2 separate regions of the Danio rerio genome follow, and region 1 is linked to region 2. Evidence: chromatin contacts called from public Hi-C data. All regions are on one chromosome and are shown on one strand. The core of a region is the stretch at or near the end of the contact, and the rest is flanking DNA. Distances in the headings are between cores, read along the strand shown. Region 1 holds the start of vegfaa (vascular endothelial growth factor Aa). Region 2 has its middle 40 kb from the start of vegfaa.

Region 1 (4,953 bases), core at 1,723-4,222, 41 kb before region 2:
AATGAGTTTGTTGATATTATTTACTGAACAATACATTTGTCATCATATTTATAACCATTTTTATTATTGACAGATGCATTAGTGCATGACACCTTATAGTAAAATGTCGCCAATTCATTTCCAAACCCTATATGTACTGATATATATACATATATATATATATATACAGTTGAAGTCAGAATTATTCTCCCCCCTTTGATTTTTTTTTCTTTTTTAAATATTTCCCAAATGATTTTTAACAGAGCAAAGAAATTTTCACAGTATGTCTGATAATATTGTTATCTTCTGGAGAAAGTCTTATTTATTTTATTTCGGCTACAATAAAAGCAGTTTTCAATTAAAAAAAAAAACATTTTTGGGACAAAAGTATTAGCCCCTTTAAGCTAATTTTTGTTTTGATAGTCTACATACACTAACAAACTATTATCATACAATAACTCGCCTAATTACCCTAACCTGCCTAGTTCACCTAATTAACCTAGTTAAGCCTTTAAATGTCACTTTAAGCTGTATAGAAGTGTCTTGAAAAATATCTAGTAAAATATTATTTACTGTCATCATGACAAAGATAAAATAAATCAGTTATTGGAAATGAGTTATTAAAACTATCATGTTTAGAAATGTGTTAAAACAATCTTCCCTCCGTTAAACAGAAATTGGGGGAAAAAATAAACAAGGGCACTAATAATTCAGGGGGGCTTATAATTCTGACTTCAACTCTGTATAAAGTCAGAATTATTAGCCCCCCCTTTGAATTTCTTTTTTTTTTATATATATATTTTCCAAATTATATTTTACAGAGCAAGGAAATTTTCACAGTATGTCTGATAATATTTTTTCTTCTGGAGAAAGTTTTTTTAAATCATTTTTAAGGTCAAAATGATTAGCCCATTTAAGCTATATATTTTATGATACTCTACAGAACAAACCATCGTTAAACATTGAACATTGCCTAATTACTCTAACCTTCTTAGTTAACCTAATTAACCCCCAATTTCTGTTTAACGGAGAAAAGATTTCTTCAACAAATTTCTAAACATAATAGTTTTAATAACTCATTTCTAATAACTGATTAATTTTATCTTTGCCATGGTGACAGTAAATAGTATTTGACTAGATATTTTTCAAGACACTTCTATAAAGCTTAAAGAGACATTTAAAGGCTTAACTAGGTTATTTAGGTTAACTAGGCAGGTTAGGGTAATTAGGCAATTTATTGTATATCGATGGTTTGTTTTGTAAGCAATCTGAAAAAAAAAAAACAGTTTAAAGGGGCTCATAATTTTGACCGTAAAATGGATTTAAAAAAATAAGAACTGCTTTTATTCTAGCCGAAATAAAATGCATTAAAATGTATTCTAGCCAAAATATAGTTACATCTGTAATTTTTCTCTCATCTCTTGTTTATTTTTAGTTATTTCACTTTAAAAGCAAACAACTGAAAGAAAATAACCTATTAAATACTATAAATGTGAAATTACTGAACCTACACAGCAGTTTGCGAGAAATGCTCATTATAGAAGAAAATTCAGATGGCATTTAGAGGCTTTGGCATCTGAGCTCTTCATGTTTAATATTTTATATTGTTAATAATAAAAGACTCAAATTGGAAAAAGATGCAGACTGTCTGAGACATCCTGAGGATTTCATCCAATCCAAAAGATTTTGTAAATGTACATCTATTTTGTGCTGTATATGAAGATGAATAGCCCACATGCAATGGGAATTATGCGTAGGTTATTTCATATCTTCATAAAATAAGTCCTGACTTTTATTGAATACAAGAATAATAACATCACTGCATTGAAGAAAAAATACAATAACAAACAAATTAAGAAAGAAAAAAAACTTTACAAAGCCTCAATCATTAAGAATAAAGATTATCATAAGCTTTAAGAAACGTATTATTCTTATTATCAATAAGCTCAAGAGATTCAATATTGTACGAAATTTTAAAAAGGAAAGTATTAAATAAGTATTGTTTTTAGGAACTTATTTTTGTGTATAAAAAAATTACAATGTAACAAAAAATTAACAATAAGATCAAGAGCATGATCTTTACCCGAGAAAAACAGAAATATATCTGTTATAGACAAATTTAAATCATGTTTAAATAAGGACGATAATTAAAAAATAATATTATTCCAAAGCTGTTTAACGTGAGTGCAACTTTAGAATGAGTGAAATAAAGTCTCTTCATGCACATTGTAAAATAAGTCCTGACGAGGAGAGTCAAACCCTTCACAGAGCATCATCATCTACGTCACCTCCCACTGGCCAATCAGGCTCAGGCCGCCTTGTGTAGATTCAAGACCTGCAGCGCTGAGCGGCAGAAGCGCTGATAGACTGAGCGAGCGCAAAAGTGATAAGACCTTCCCGTACGCGTGTTAACATCCACGGCAGTACGAACCAGCGCGAGCCAAAACAGTCACGGAAATAAGACGAGGAAAAAACGGACGCGTGTGCAGCGGTCAAACCAAGGATTGCCACTGGATCACTTTACAGCAAGCCTTTGCTCTTGATGATAATCATATGCGCAGAAGCCGTCCTCTGGCCCTATAGACGCGCGTGCACACTGGAGGCTGCGCTTGGAAGTGGACGAAACTTTTTGTTTGTTTTGCCTCTGACGTTTTGGATTCAGATTCATTAAACGTCGGCTTTCCGTTATACTGTGGATTTTAATTTTAAATTACGCAGAGGACCAAGATAGTGTGGATTTCCACTTTTCTTTATATTATAATTATTATTGTTATTCTTATTTATATCCTTTTTTTTTCTCTGGAGGAGCGGGTGGCGGTCCAGAAGTTAATTTTAGCGGATTCGACGCAGGTGCTTCGGATCTGAAGGGCAGAATGGATGTGTTACTTTGACCCACGATATCACACTCGGTTCATTCATACCCAGCAGCTTCGCTTTCTTAATTGTTTTGAGAGCCAGAGACTCACCGCAACACTCCACTGGAATTACAATCATGAACTTGGTTGTTTATTTGATACAGTTATTTCTCGCGGCTCTCCTCCATCTGTCTGCTGTAAAGGTAAGGGTTCAGGGGGTCAGTATGAAATGAGAGAAATTCATGTGCATTGGGGTTGTTTATTATTAATGTGTAACGTGAGATCGTCTTAAAGACGAAATGCAATAGCCCACACCATTTATATGCTACAATAAGTTACATAAAGTTTACATTTACTTACTTTGTTTCAAAACGATTAGCCTAATGTTACTTATAATAGAAAGCAAGCTTGTATCTTTTTATTGTCATCTATGGATGACCTTTAAAGCCTTCCTATTGCACAACATGTTACTCATAATGTGGATATTAACCATAAGTTTTCACTTAAATCAGAGATGGTCCTTCTGTTGCGCTGTCTGCTTTGACAGGAATATTTATAGGCTAACAATAGTATGGGACTGCTGCTATCCTAAGGTTTAATCTCACTTAAGCGAAGGATTTGGTGAGATATCACTATATGTGAGATGTTACGTGCAGTAACGCGTCATCCGGGTGCTGAATCAACCAGGAGGTTATTTCTTACTAGTAATGCCATCAATAGAGATACAAAACGACTTTCGGCGTTTCACTTGTGCTCGCGATGCTTTAAGACTTAAGATGCTGTCACACAATGCTCTCTTGACGAGAATAACAACAAGATATTACCTGAAATCCTGCTTTTCTTTGTCTCCCGCCTAATTAATTCATTTACTTGAATAGTGGCACGAGAGTGCATGTCTGCTGTCAAGAAACACATTCGCCTGAGGTAAATTTTTACCTCGGCGGGCAGTCGTGGTTGTCTCAATGTTAAATGCAGAAAATAAGAGAACAAGAAACGTCTGCTTATATATGTAGCAGATGGTCAGAGAGGCAAACCGGGGAGATTCTCACGCAACACCGAGAGTTGTTGCGCCAGTCCACCACCTGCAGTAACGCGAGCAACCAGCAACCGGTCACACACACACACACCATGGCGAGACTAATCTGTAGGCGGGAAAGAAGAATAGTCTGAAGGATTGCTGGAAGATGATTGGCTCTCTGGAGCCTCTTTGAATGACAAATAAGGTCCCTTATGAAGATTATAGAAGGTTTCTCTGTTGTAAAATAAACTATTTATTTGCATTAATGATTTTAAAAGCCCTTTTAAGGTTTTCTTTAAATGTACCACCATGACATAAAATGATGTGAAATAAGTATAATGACTGCTGTATGTGTGTTTGAGTTAAATATGCATTAAAATACTAATATAGGACCACCCAGGACAACAAAACCATACGTGTCAATTTTTGGAAACTGAGATTTATGCATTATCTTAAAGCTGAATGAGTTTTCATTGATGTACACTTTGTTAGGACAATATTTGGCTCAGATACTGAAATTTAAGATTAAAAAGTAATACAAATATTGAGAAAATCATCTTTAAAGTCTTACAAATAAAGTTTTAGCAATCGACATTGCTATATTACTAATAAAAAATGCAGTTTGTATATATTCATGGTACCACATTTGCTAATGTCTTCATGGAACAAGATTAATTACTTAATATTGTAATGATTTTTGATAAAAAAGGGGGGGGAAATTATCATTTTGATCCATGTTTTAAGCCATGGATGTCATAACTTGATCCTGGAGGGTCGGTATCCTGCATAGTTTAGCTCCAACTTCCTTCAACACGCTTACCTGAAAGTGTTAGCATACCTAAAAAGAGCTTGATTAGCTGGTTCAGGTGTGTTTAATTGGGGTTGAAACATAAACATGTAGGAGACCGACCCTCCAGGACTGAGTATGGGCATGCATGTGTTGCATTTCCTCGTAAGATCAGACTGACAAAACGTAATATACTTATGTTTCCTCGTGAGATCAGGCTGGGTTTTGTGGTCCAGTGTCACACAGGCTACAGTGCTCATATGATAAGCTATACATACATAAAACTGTGCAAGTGATAGCACTGCATTAGAAAC
Region 2 (4,637 bases), core at 1,682-4,181:
CTCGAAATTTGTTTATAAATAAACTTCAAAAAGTGAAATGCTCCAAGGGTTTATAATAACATTGCAGTCACATCAACATATATGGCCCAGTTCAGGCCCAGTTATGGGTTATTTACTTGGCTGAGACTTGGCCCAGATATGGTCCACGTTTGCTGCTTGTACGGAAGCCAGACTTGGTCCAGTCATGTGCTGTAATTCACTGCGGCATGTGGGCCAAGCAAATGCTGATTGTGTGGGCCAGATCTGGGGCAGTGAAATTTTGCTATGGGGTACGGGTTCTTCCAGCTCGGTCTGTGTGCATTGGTTAATCTCATATGCGACTGTCAGTGTCACGTGAACGAACGACTCTAATTTGAGGACATGTCAGAAGAGGTGAATCGAGATAATCATAGGCAAAACACCCAGGTAAACAATGAAGGATTATTTTCTCTTTCTTACTGCATTCTAGTTCTGACTTGTTTGCAGTGTGATCAACGTTTGGGCTAGTTGTGTTTGGAAGAAACTCTTAGCCTTTTAATGTTATTTTGGCAAATTGAATGAAATGACTCAAAAAAAATGTTGTTAATCTCGGTCCGAATCAGTAAAATGATCCGAATTCGCCATTACTATAAAATATGAAATGCTTTAGATGAAAGCATTTGCTCGATTGTAAAATATTCACATGCTTAAGCTACAATAACCACAAGTATTCTAAGAAAAGAGCTACCTAGGAGTGGAAGAATAATACAGTAAAAGAAAAATTTCCCCCTTCACCTTTTATCATACTTTGAAGTGGGTTGAGTAACTGTAGCTCGTGATACTGTAAATGCTTGAGTAATTATTGGAGTGTTAAGCAAACAATGCTGCTGTCACATTTTCCTGTCTGGAGGGCAGTTCAGACCAGCGCTGACTGGAGACGATGGACTCGATCCAGATCACATATCAGTAGCAGACAATGAAGGTTAACAGTGATTTCACGCCTCATTCTTCGTGTCTGACAAGTCTACCAATGTGTCTGCGGTCTCCAGGTCTGTATGCAAGTTGTATTTTGATTCAGAGTTTGCTCATATTTGCAGCCAGATAGTTTATAAATGTTTTTGTATTTATTATCATTAATAATCAATCATAATCATATATAAAGTTTGCATTTTAAATACAAATGCAACACTGTATACTGTGTATGTGTTTTAGAGCTGGTGGAGCAGCACGTGAGAGGAATTACACTGATTGATCTTCTGCATGGAACACACACACATACACAAGTGATTTACATTTCGTGTGGATAAGGAACATACATGAATAATGTGGGGGTTGAGTGGCGGCTAATGGGATACTGATGTAAACCTGTCTGTTTCTCTGCAGATAAGACAGATATATGGAAGACCCCCCTCTGTTTTTCAAACTGTCAGTCAAATGGGATTGGGTGAATCATCAAATGTGGAATTATATATATATACTTATACACACTTACCGGCCACTTTATTAGGTACACCTGTTCAACTGCTCATTAAGAAAATATCTAATCACATGGCAGCAACTCAACTGCATATAGGCTTGTAGATATGGTCAAGATGATCTGTTGCAGTTTAAGCAGAATATCAGAATGGAGAAGATTTAAGTGACTCAATTTCTGCTGCGACATTCACATGGTCGGGCCAGAATTTGGCTTTAACAACATGAAAGCATGGATCCATCCTGCCTTGTATCAATGGTTCAGGCTGGTGCTGGCGGTGTAATGATGTGGGGGATATTTTCTTGGCACATTTTGGGTACCAATTGAGCATTGCGGCAACGCCACATCCTACCTGAGTATTGATGCTGACCATGTCCATCCCTTTATGACCACAGTGAACCCATCTTCTGATGGCTACTTCCAGCAGGATAACGCACCATATCATAAAGCGCGAATCGTCTCTGAGTGGTTTGCTGAACATGACAATGAGTTCTCTGTACCCAGATGGCCTCCACAGTCACCAGATCTCAATCCAATAGAGCAACTTTAGCATGTAGTGGAACAGGAGACTCACATCATGGATGTGAGGCCCACAAATCTGCAGGAACTGCCTGATGCTATCATGTCACTATGGACCAAAATCTCTGAGGAATATTTCCAATACCTTGTTGAATCTATACCATGAAGGATTAAGGCAGCTCTGAAGGGGGTCCAACCCGGTATTAGTAAGGTGTACCTAATAAAGTGGCCAGTGAGTGTTTGTGTGTGTGTGTTTATATATATATATATATACAGCCTGATCTCACGAGGCAGAGTTCAGTCGTACGAAAATGTACGATTTTAAAAAGGAGGCGTGGCACCCAACCGCACCCCTAACCCCAACTGTCATTAGGTGATGAACAAATCGTACTAAATTGTACGAATGAGATCGTAAAAATTCATACGAATTAGCCACTAAATCAAAAAGTTACCAATTGCCGTGAGATTGCATTGATATTTATAAATATATAACTGGGTTGCGGCGAGGAGGGCATCCGCTGTGTAAAACATATGCAGGAATGCATATGTTAGGGACTAAGCCGAAGGAAAATGAATGAATGACTGATTTTCCATATTTTCCACATTTTCAGTTCTATGAATGGAGTCACGTTTTTTACATAAGAAATCTCTTGGCAATTTTCAAAACCGATTAACCAATCACTGTAAGAGATAAACAAATAAGACAATATAAGATAGATGTACATCGTTTATAAGTTTCTTCACAGAAACAGCTTCCTTTCCAAAAAGCTGAAAGTGGTTTCCATGCTAAGTTGGACACCTAAGAGTTATAAACCTCTCTACCACTTAATCACTTACCCAGCATGCCCCTGAGACTCTTAGAAAAAATTTAGTAGCACAAGTAATAAAAGTGCAGAGTGACTTTGTCTCGCAGAGAAGGACTCAGTGATATATGAACCAGAGGGTGAGAAGGAGATCCCAGCATGAGCCTCTGTAATTCAGCAGAGAGCAGCTGTTACTCTGGACAGAATCTCTGTGTAAACCTCGGCACTGTTTAGCCACATAAATTTGCTGATAATCCACTGGGATTGCAATTTTACTACGGGAAGGTATGTTTTAGTGCTCTTCACAAGAGAGCTCTACACTCGTCCAGCTCTCGACATGACTGACTTTTACTGCAGGTTAGGAGCACATTCCCATGCTCAGATGTCAAGGGTGTGAATTCTTCATTAGGATAAGTCAAGTGCCCACATTAGGCTCGCGTGCCAGGTAGTGTTCACACCTTAAGAGAGATTAACAGAACACACAAATACACATTACAGAAATAGTAACAGGTTTTGTAGCATTATATTTATATTTAAAGGCAAGTGATGCAATATATACAGTTGAAGTCAGAATTATTAGTCCTCCTGAACTATTAGCCCATCTGCATATTTTTCCTACATATGCTCATTCTGAAAATGTAGTCCTATATACATTTCTGGAGATCGCAAATTATGTAGCCAGAGGCACGTATGGCTGCATTTCGTTACCTCAGTGTGGAAGGGTTTTTCAGCTGTTACCAGTTTGTTCCATGGCTCGCTGTGTACATTGGAGGATTTGAGATGCATTGACAACGAGGTTCGAGTCGAGAACGGTTCTACAAAGCAAACACAAAACCAAAAACTGTTGGATGGGTTTAGGGAAGTGGGTGGGCGATGGTCAATCTGTGCTTTTGAAAACACTATCGGTTGGGTTTAGGGAAGTGGGTGGGTGCTGGATAATCAGTGATTTTGTAAACACTTGGTTGGGTTTAGGAAAGTGGGTGGGCGCTGGTCAATCGGTGCTTTTGAAAACACTATTGGTTGGGTTTAGGGAGTTGGGTGGGCTCTGGTCAATCGGTGCTTTTGAAAACACTATTGGTTGGGGTTAGGAAAGTGGGTGGGCCCTGGTCAATTGGTGCTTTTGCAAACACTATTGGTTGGGTTTAGGGAAGTGGGTGGGCGCTGGTCTATCGGTGCTTTTGAAAACACTATTGGTTGGGTTTAGGAACATGGGTGGGCCCTGGTCAATCGGTGCTTTTGAAAACACTATTGGTTGGGTTTAGGAAAGTGGGTGGGCCCTGGTCAATCGGTGCTTTTGAAAACACTATTGGTTGGGTTTAGGAAAGTAGGTGGGCCCTGATCAATTGGTGCTTTTGAAAACACTATTGGTTGGGGTTAGGAAAGTGGGTGGGCCCTGGTCAATCGGTGCTTTTGAAAACACTATTGGTTGGGGTTAGGGAAATGGGTCCAGTGGGGAAGCATTCAGTTTTTCCACTTATAAAGTCCACCATGTAAATAGCAAATGCTCCATGGTGTGACGCAACTCTTAAAGGGAATAGGAGATGAGACTGATTGGTTAAATGCACGTTATGCTCAAAACACACCCATAACTCATTAAGAGAATGAGCACAACCCTGTTAGTCCATGCATCAGGGCGCAGAGTGTATTTTTTTCGTCCTTAAAATAGCAAAAGTGTATTCGGACACGTCTTTAATGCTTGTGCGCCATGCTCTTTAGACTTTGTGCCTAGATCATCAAAATAGAGCCCTTAGTGTTTTAACTCCAAGATTCCGGATTTAGTTCGTTGTATAACCTTTCTCATAATTATTTCAGAATTTTAAAGTCCTATACCAGTGTCACATCACACTGAATATCAAACTGCAGATTTTCCACAAATAAAAAAT

The links. Hi-C and Micro-C count contacts between places; a contact is called where the count stands out from the background.
Region 1: a contact with region 2 is called in a Hi-C map of an unstated tissue, with 2.5 times the contacts expected there. The contact joins the promoter of vegfaa here to the enhancer-like site in region 2. A contact is called at or near these places in 2 of 18 Hi-C or Micro-C datasets (caudal fin and an unstated tissue).

Annotation. Positions count from the first base shown.
Region 1 is chr16:4,534,493-4,539,445 of GRCz12tu, reverse strand. It overlaps vegfaa (vascular endothelial growth factor Aa), which reads left to right and starts at 2,972. Exons shown (of 7, transcript NM_131408.3): 1 at 2,972-3,037. The coding sequence starts at 2,972. It overlaps LOC141378142 (a long non-coding RNA gene), which reads right to left and starts at 3,923. Exons shown (of 4, transcript XR_012391910.1): 1 at 3,659-3,923.
Region 2 is chr16:4,493,770-4,498,406 of GRCz12tu, reverse strand. No RefSeq gene overlaps it. Among named protein-coding and RNA genes, the nearest start is that of vegfaa, 40 kb to the left of the region's middle. Within about 2 kb of position 2,931, at least 5 of the 62 cell types and tissues checked have an H3K27ac peak or open chromatin away from gene starts, as enhancers often do.